Linked DNA regions of Mus musculus: regions 1 and 3 are each linked to region 2. A link is a contact called in public promoter capture Hi-C data. All regions are on one chromosome and are shown on one strand. The core of a region is the stretch at or near the end of the contact, and the rest is flanking DNA. Distances in the headings are between cores, read along the strand shown. Region 1 holds the start of Cmpk1 (cytidine monophosphate (UMP-CMP) kinase 1). Region 2 holds the start of Plod1 (procollagen-lysine, 2-oxoglutarate 5-dioxygenase 1). Region 3 holds the start of Mob3c (MOB kinase activator 3C).

The links. Promoter capture Hi-C pulls out the DNA fragments that hold promoters and counts their contacts.
Region 1: a contact with region 2 is called in a promoter capture Hi-C map of second pharyngeal arch cranial neural crest. The contact joins the promoter of Cmpk1 here to the promoter of Plod1 in region 2. A contact is called at or near these places in 4 of 39 promoter capture datasets (cranial neural crest, maxillary cranial neural crest, pre-B cells and 1 more).
Region 3: a contact with region 2 is called in a promoter capture Hi-C map of pre-B cells. The contact joins the promoter of Mob3c here to the promoter of Plod1 in region 2. A contact is called at or near these places in 3 of 39 promoter capture datasets (cranial neural crest, frontonasal cranial neural crest and pre-B cells).

Annotation. Positions count from the first base shown.
Region 1 is chr4:114,985,941-114,988,640 of GRCm38.p6, forward strand. Cmpk1 (cytidine monophosphate (UMP-CMP) kinase 1) reads right to left here and starts at 1,288. Exons shown (of 6, transcript NM_025647.3): 1 at 1,026-1,288. The coding sequence starts at 1,193.
Region 2 is chr4:147,935,397-147,938,356 of GRCm38.p6, forward strand. It overlaps Plod1 (procollagen-lysine, 2-oxoglutarate 5-dioxygenase 1), which reads right to left and starts at 1,380. Exons shown (of 19, transcript NM_011122.3): 1 at 1,206-1,380. The coding sequence starts at 1,281.
Region 3 is chr4:115,826,809-115,829,508 of GRCm38.p6, forward strand. It overlaps Mob3c (MOB kinase activator 3C), which reads left to right and starts at 1,272. Exons shown (of 4, transcript NM_175308.5): 1 at 1,272-1,433.

The DNA of each region.
Region 1 (2,700 bases), core at 38-2,537, about 33 Mb before region 2:
GGAGCTGAATATATGAACGTGGAAAAAAATACAAAGCAAATATAGGCCACGGCTTATAGGAAAAGAAGAAATTATCAAGTTCTGGGTCAAAACCTTTTATCAAGCACTCAATTTAAAGGTGAATGTTGGGTGTTTTTCCCCAACCCTGCCATTTCTTTCTGATTGTCTTGTTTTCCTTTAAAACACTGCCCAAGACAGTCCATTAAGCCTTCCTCACCGCATCATTACAGCTCATAGGGGCTAGAAAAAACAAGACAGTCCATCACTACAGCTAACACGGGCTAGAACCCATACCTGCTTGAGTTTAAAGTCTTTGCCTCTCTCCGTGTACATGCCACCCCTGACCTCAAATACTAAAAGAATGGAACTGGTAAACTTATGTCAAAACTTTAATTGTATTTAGTTATTTGTGTGGGCAAACCCTTGAGCTCTAGAGTGAACATCATAGGACAACTCGCGGGAGTGGGGTTGTGGTTCTCTGTGGGTCTCAGGGATGGAACGTGGTGGTAGGCGCCCTTACCCGTTCAGCCATCTCTGCAGTCCTAAAGCAAACATTATTTAAAAAATGATAAGAGGATTTTATAGTTGGGTGGTGTTTTACTTTCTCGGAGAGCAGAGTTTTTTATTTGCTTAGACAACTGAGGTTCACTGAGAGTGAGTGACTCACTCGCCCAAGGAAAAGGGCGTGAGTTGTCAGCTGGGCCAAAGGTTAGCGCCTGGGCTCTCACAAATCCGGCACTTTAACTACCACAAGATCCGGGTCGGGTTCCTCGAGGCCGGTTAGCCGGAGACTGACAGCCAGAGATGTAGCGAGAAGACCCGGATCCCAGGAGTGGAAGCAAGGGCGCGCGGAAACAAAGCACTCGTAGACTCGACGCCCCTCGGCCCGGGCGCGCGGTGGCCGTCGGGACTCGTAGTCCGCTCCCCACAGCGAGGGGCGCGGCCGCCAACGCGGCTGCTCCCTCCGGCCCCGGCCCGCTCCGCTCAGCCCGGGAGCTCTCCGTCGCCCTCCCGCACGGCCTCACCTCGACAATGCGCGCGCACTGGGTCCCCTTGCCCGCACCGGGCCCGCCCAAAACGAACACGACCAACGGCTTCATGAGGTGGAGAGGGAAGAGCCGCAGTGTGCGGGTCAGCGGCGGGCAGCTCGGGACCAGGACGTGCGGGAGCAGCCGACGACAGCTGCTCAGCATACAACGCGCTTCTGACAGCGGCCGGCGCGGCGGCGCGGGCGGGGCGGCAGGGAGGGGGCGGGCAGAGCGGGCGCCGGGGCCCCGCCGCCAGCTGCCGGCCGCCGTGACAGGAAGGGGCGGGGCCTCCGTGCGCTGCGCCAGCTTCCGCTCGCGGTTCCGGTTCTTCCTAACGTGGCTGGAGACCCAAGGCATTTCAGTTTCAGAACCTGGATTGACGTTTAGGCAGACCAGTGGTTCAATCTCCCGGGTTTCCCTTTCCCAAGAGAAGCGGCCTAACCGAAGAGGCAAGCACAGGAGTCAGTAGGAACAACGGCATTGTTGGGAAGGAAACCAAAGGAAAATGAGAACAGTTTGAGGTTTGCAAAGAAGGCCTCTAAAGAGGTGACCTTGGAACCAAGACTTGAGGACTGAAAAGAGCAGAGACTTGGATGCAGTGACCCGCCAAGAGAGAAGGGCATGTTAGAAGGTTAGGGCTGGATAAGTGGAATGGAAAGTCATTAATGGAGAGTTGAGTCGGTTATGGAAAAGCACTTAGGTTATATTCTAACCGCAGGGAAAGACTTTAAGCTTAGCTCTGTTACCCTGACTCGGGCCATTAGGGAAAACTCTGAAGAGAGAAGAAAAAGAGTGAAAACTGAGCCTGGATGAACACAAACCTTTGAAAATTGGAGTCGGCAGTGGTAGCATTTTCATGGAGTTTTTTATAGTAACAGAACAAAGCTATGAATCATGGCAATTTTTTTTTCAGATAACTTGGTAGAGATGGTTTCTAGCAAAGCTGGTACTGTTATTGGCCCCAGATGCCAAATGATGACGAGAGGGATGAGACAAGCTGATCCAAAGGTAGTGAGTTATCTCAATGGATGGTTCACAATCAGTTACAGATTAAACTTCCTTCCTCCTCACTGCTGCACTTGACTAGAGATAGAGTAAGACAAAGCCCACCTACCTCAGAACTCCCCCAGTGTGCTTTAAATTGGGCCTGCAAGCTCACTTCTCGGTCTTTCTTGGTAATGGGAGACCCCAGCATGCTGAACTTCTGCAAAATAAAACACTCTTTGTATTTACATACTTTTTGAATCCAGGGTGTCATTCTTTGAAAAGTCATGGACCCTTACAATCACATTCTTAGCCTTTGGGTTTGGAAGCTAGGATTCTGTTTGTATGTTACAAATGGACTTACCTAATAGTCACAAGAATGTTAGGTCACATAGAGGTGAACAATAAATGGTTGATTGGGGGCTAAGATAGATAATTTGGCTTTGGACCTACAATATTCCAGCTCCCCAAATAAGAAACCTGAAGTCAAAGGCTGAAGCAGGAAGATGATAGGTTTGAAGCCTGACTGTATTCCCAGCACTTGGGAGGCAAAGGCAGATGGAACTCTGTGAACTCAAGACCACCCTCATCTGGTTTACACTTTTAAGGTCCAGACCAGCCAGAGCTACATAGACTCCCATCTCCAAAACAATAATGAAACCCAAACAGCTCGATACAAAATTATATT
Region 2 (2,960 bases), core at 130-2,629:
CTGGGCTCCAGGTTCCTGCCACTAGGTGGGCCTTTGCACACATTACCAACTCTGTAGTCGGGACTTATCAGAGTCTCTTATCTATCTTCCTTTGATGCTAGATTAGACCCTACCAAAACAAACAAACAAACAAAAAAACCCCAAAACAACAACAACAACAAACCTAGCTGCTCTGAGCTTGGAGAGAAAATGCCCAGAGCCTTGACTTTAAGGGGACTCAGGGGCTGGTCTTATTTGAGGAATCTCTTGTGATCTCTAGAAATGAGGTCTTGCCACTCTGTGTTGGAGTCTAAAATACCAAGCTTCTCAAAAACTGTGCATCACCAACGCGAAAGGCGTGTGACCCTATGTATAACTGAGCACAGATGGAAGACGGAGCAGGCATGCAAAAACCTGTGGCTCCCAGCACATGGGTTTCAAAGCCAGGTTCTTTTCCTTTCCTTTTTTTTTTTTTTTTTTTTTTCTTCCTTTCTTTCCTTTTTGGTCAGGGTCTCATGTAGTCTAGACTGACTTTAACCCTTCGTGTAGTTGAGGATGACCTTGGACTTCTGATAACCCTGCTTCAACCTCCCTGAGTACTGGGGTTATAAGCATGCACAACTATGTTTAGTTTATGCAGCGCTGGGGACCAAACCCTGGGCTGCATGCGAGCTAGGCAAGTGCTCTTACCAACAGGGCTCACCCACCGGAGCCCTCCACATTCCTACCACCCACCATGTTCAGGCCAACTCCCATGTCTCCAGCAACATGGGTGGAAGAAAACAGGATGCCCTGGAGAATGCGGCTGATTTGGAGCCTCAGTTTGTAAAGCTGGAAAACGGGGTTAACATAAGAAAACACTTCCAGCAAACGTATTTAACTGGTGCTTAACTAGTGAGGCCAGGCTGCAGCAGATCGTGTACGATAAACGGGAGTCTTGCTACTTATTATGGGAATTGTGATCATGGACTCCTCTGAGCGCCAAATGAGGGTAGGGGGCGCGCAAGGGGAGAGTGTACTTCGGCTGTCCCCTCCTCTGCCCGCAGCACAAACCTAGGAATCCCGACCCCATGAGAGGAAGTGATCTACCGGAGTCACCCGCGGGCAAGTGGACAGATGACCGCAACCCAGCTCCCCGGCTCCCCCCCTTCCAGCCCAGGTCGCCTGGACACCCCGGTCCTCGGCGAGACAGACGGCCAGGCACAGCTCCGCCGCCGCGTCCTCACCCTCTAGCTTGGCGTCATCCTTCGCCTGGACCAGAAGAAGCCAGGCCAACGGGGCCAGGAGCAGCAGGGACCGCATAGCGGAGTCTCGGGAACAACCCGCCGGCACTGAGACAGAAGCTGAACTGGAAACTTCGCGACGGGGCCGGCGGGCGCTGCCACGCACTGAGCCCGCCCCGGGGGCGGTGCCGCGCACGCCTCCGCCCGCCTCGGGGAAGGGTTTTCCTGCTTAGGCTTCTAGGTCCTCCAGACTTGGGGCAGGTCGTTGTGCCCCCTGGGTCCCGATGCCGGACCGTCCATGCTCTCCCTCCCCCGCTTCTCTCCAAGTGGGCGAGGAGGGCGAGGCCTTGATGTCTAGAAGAGGAGACTTAATATCATCTGCACCGCGATGGTGGGAATATATATATAAAGTCTAGCCCCAGCTCCCAAAAGAGAATCACTTAATTCAACTTTCCGCTCCCTGGAAGGAAATCAGAAAGTAGTCAAGGAAATTGCAGCGGTTAATTATGGGATGGATGTGTGTGTGTGTGGTGATGGTGGGGGGGGGGTATTAGATGGATGGATAAGTGGGTGTGTAAGTGGGTGAGTGAGTGGATGGTTGGATGGCGGTATAGGTGGATGGATGGGTAAGTGGCTGGCTGGCTGGATAGATGGATGATGGGGGGCCAGATGGATGGATGGGTGAGTGAGTGGATGGATGAATGAGGGCTAAGTGGATGGAGTGAAAATTTTCAGTGCCATTCACAGACAAAGTAAAAGAAGGTCAAAAGTTTCTGGAGCAAGGGTTCCTGGTCCAGATGTGAGCCAAGCACATCTACATTTAGACAAAATCTGTCAAGCCGTAGAAGAGAGCTCAAACAGGGACCCTGGAATCTCAGTCCCACAGATTAGATCCTAGGGCAGGGTTCGGGAGGGCGGGGGAGGAGGGGCTTGACGAAATCAGGGAGTTAGGGAGATTTGGTCTTTCACAAAGGAAACAGGCATCTACAGGATGCTAAGTGGGAAAGGTTTTCTCTTCAGTATGACTCATTGTTAAAGATAGATCCTCTGCCTAGCAGATAGGTCAAAACAAGGTTGGGTGGGGTAGGGTGGGGTCTGCCCAAATCCTAGCACTCAGGAGGTAGAAGAGCTCCATTGTCCAAAGCCAGCCTGAGCTGCACAGCCAGACTCAGTCAGAGAAGGGAGGAAGAAGGTGTCAAAGCGAGCTGGAATCCCAGCACTCAGGAGGCATAGCAGGATCAGGAGTTCAAGACATGCTCAGCCGTAGAGCTAGTGACCATATAGCTTGAGGCTAGTGTGGACTGTGTGAGACCTCAACAACACACACCCACCCCCAACACAGGAAACTTACAGACCAATGTTTGCAATGATTATTTCCAAGTTGTGGAATAAACATGTTCATAACTTATGCAGCGTTTCTAGGTCATATTATTGGGAATCGTTCTTCTTTTCTTGTTTCTCTTTTTCTTGAGAAAGATGTACAATACTTGTACAATTGAAGAACCACGTGTCCTTTCTGGGAAATAAGAACAGGCTGGAAAAATGGGCGTCCACCTCATTGTGCAGAGGTCAACTCACACTCTCACAGATGGTAGAAGAGAGGCCCAGGGCTATCCAGCAGCAAGCTCAAAGTCACAAGACCAACCAGAGGAAGCGACCTCAGCAGAATCTAGAACATTTGCTTCCTAGCAGGGACTTAGAGCCAGGAGCTGCTGCAGCTGGAGACAGGACTTGGCGCCAAGCATCCACCAGCATCCG
Region 3 (2,700 bases), core at 22-2,521, about 32 Mb before region 2:
ACAGGCTCTAAGCTGTGACAGCAAGAGTCTGGAACAGTGGTGAAGAAATGGAGGTGGATGGACACCTGTGCTCTATTGGCTCCCCCACCCTCACCCACCTTTCTGTTAGTTTAGTTCAGGATGGCAGGAGACACATTCAAGGAGAGCCAGTCCTCCTCAGTTAAACAACCCCTTGGGAATACACACTCCCAGAGAGGCGACTCCTTGGTAGTTCCGAAGCTAGTGAAGCTAACAATGAAGGTTAACCATAGCACTCACCTAGTAGAACTCTGTCTTCAACCTCCTCACCCTAGGCAGATCCTGCAGACAGGTTCCTGGGGCCAAGCCATGGTATGCATTGAGCACTGATGTGGGATAGCAGCCTGTTTCCAGGGGAGGAATCTAGGTAGAAGAGTGGGTAGTGTAGATCAAGTATGCAAAGGTTTGGAGCCAGATGGAACAGGCTGGGAGAGAAGCCATTCTAAAGAACAACAGAGACAAAGGAAGATAGGAAATGGGTAACTTTGGATGGTGTGAGAGTCTACAGAACCAGAACCAGGTGCAAGGAAGGCGAGGTCTTCTTTGAACATTCTTTGGGAATGTTTCTGTCTGGACTGACCCAGTCCACGGCTCCCATACGTGTGCTATTCATTTAAGTGTTTGGTTGTTTTGGTTTGGTTTGGTTTGGTTTTGGTTTTGGTGTTTTGTTTTGTTTTGTTTTGTTTTGTTTTGTTTTGTTTTGTTTTTAAGAGAGAGAGAGACCATCTTACCACCTAGCCCTGGCTAGCCTGGCTGGCTAGCAGCCTGGAACTCAAAGATTTGCCTGCCTCTACCTCGCTAGTGTTGAAATTAAAGACATGCGCCATCCACCAGCAGCAGCCTCCAGTGGTGGGTTTTGAGTTGCTCTGTATGGCAGTGGACTGAAGCTGAACACATTGGCTGCTAGGAACTTTTATTGAATTCAAAGACAAGTGAAGCTCAGATAACTGCAGGAGGGCTAGGAAACCATTCAAACCACAGCGGTTTTTCTTTCTGCTTCAGGCGGAAGCTAAACTTGTTCCCATTCTACAGCCTATGAATCTGAGGCTATCTCCTTAGGGAAGATCCAGGCGGTCCTTTGGGGCGGCTCCTCAGTTAGTCCTTTGCCCTCGGGGAGACAGCGAGCCCGATCGGACTTCCCACTTCCCGGAAAGGCTAAAGAGAAGAGTAAGTATCCTGGGACGGGGGAGTCCCTTTCCCCGCCCCTCCCCGCCCCGTGGCCGCGGCGTGGCTGAGCCTGGGGCGGAGCTGGCGTCTCCTCGAGCACTGGCGGCGGGACGGCGGCCGCGGCCCAGATCAGACTGGTGGGTAGACGCTGAGACCCGCACGGCGGGATCACAGGCCGGAGGACGACCGGCGCGTTGCGGTGTGGCCGCAGGGACAGAGACCCGGAGCTGTCCACTCAGGCGGAGCGGGTGAGTGAGCGCCGCGTCTCCGCGCCCCCCAGGGCCCAGTCTTGCTTCCACTTTTAGTTCTTCTTGGTCCTCGCGTGGCACCTTCTGGAAGCGACTCCGGCCCAAAAGCAGGCTGGCCACAGTCCTCAGCCCAGGGTCCGAGGCTCTCAGTGTCCGAAGTCCGGGGTGGGGGTGGCGGTAGCTGGCGGTGGTGGGGGGCGTGTCTTCAGGAGCGGAAATGTCAGGCTGGCTCCTCTGGGTCCTAGGACCTGTTTGGCCCTAACAGCTGAAGCTAAGGGGAGGTTCTTAGGAGCTCGCGGGAGGTAGGGGCGGGTCTGGCTGGACAGCGCTGCGTCTGTCGCTCCCTCTTTCTCTGAGAATCTCAAACTTAGATCTTGTCCCGCAGGGCGTGCTAGGCTAGATTCTGAGTTCAAACTGGGACCATCTTCTGGCTGATTCTAAGCCAGACTAAGGAAGGAGCAGGTGTGTCCCTGGCAGGGGACGAGGTAAGACAAACAGGCAGTGTCAGTCAGCCTGTGCTCTTCATCTAGGAAGATTAAATGCTTGGTCACGGAGTAAGCAAACCACTGACCACCTACCTAGTAATTAAAGTGGGGGGTCCACAGGGAAGAGGAAGAGAGGCTCCGTGTGAGGCTGGGAGAGGATAGTGCTAACAGACGGGATGCCCTCTTAGCTTACCTTCCGTACTCACCTCCAAGTTTACTCTTTCTAGGAAAAGTCCTGGGGCCTAAAGTTCTATACTAAGGAGGTGGGGCCTCTCTACTCCCTTCCTTCACAATTATCTATATCAGGCCAGTGGCCAGACAGCAGGAAAGGGACACTTTGTACCTTGTCATAGGCTGAGTCCCTTTTTATACCAGTCCCCTACTTCTAACTTGCTGTGCAAATTCAGGCTCCTCAAATCCTCCTCCTAGGCCTCAGTTTCGCCATCTGTTCATGTGGGACGTACCACTTGACCTCTCAGCTATCCCAACGTGTGTGTGTATGTGTGTGTGTGTGTGTGTGTGTGTGTGTGTGTGTGTGGTGCTGTGGGTATATGAAGATGGGCATGCAGAGATGGAGGCCCAGAGCTGATATCAGTTCTTTCCCCCTCACTTTTCATTTATTGAGAGGCAAGATTTACTTTCAAAACTTAATTACATTTATTTATGTGTGTCCACACACTTGCTCATGCATGCACGTATGAGCTCGGGAACACACACATTTATGTGCGCATTACAGTGCACATGTGGAGGTCAGAGACAGTTTGTGGGAGTGCTCTCCTTCC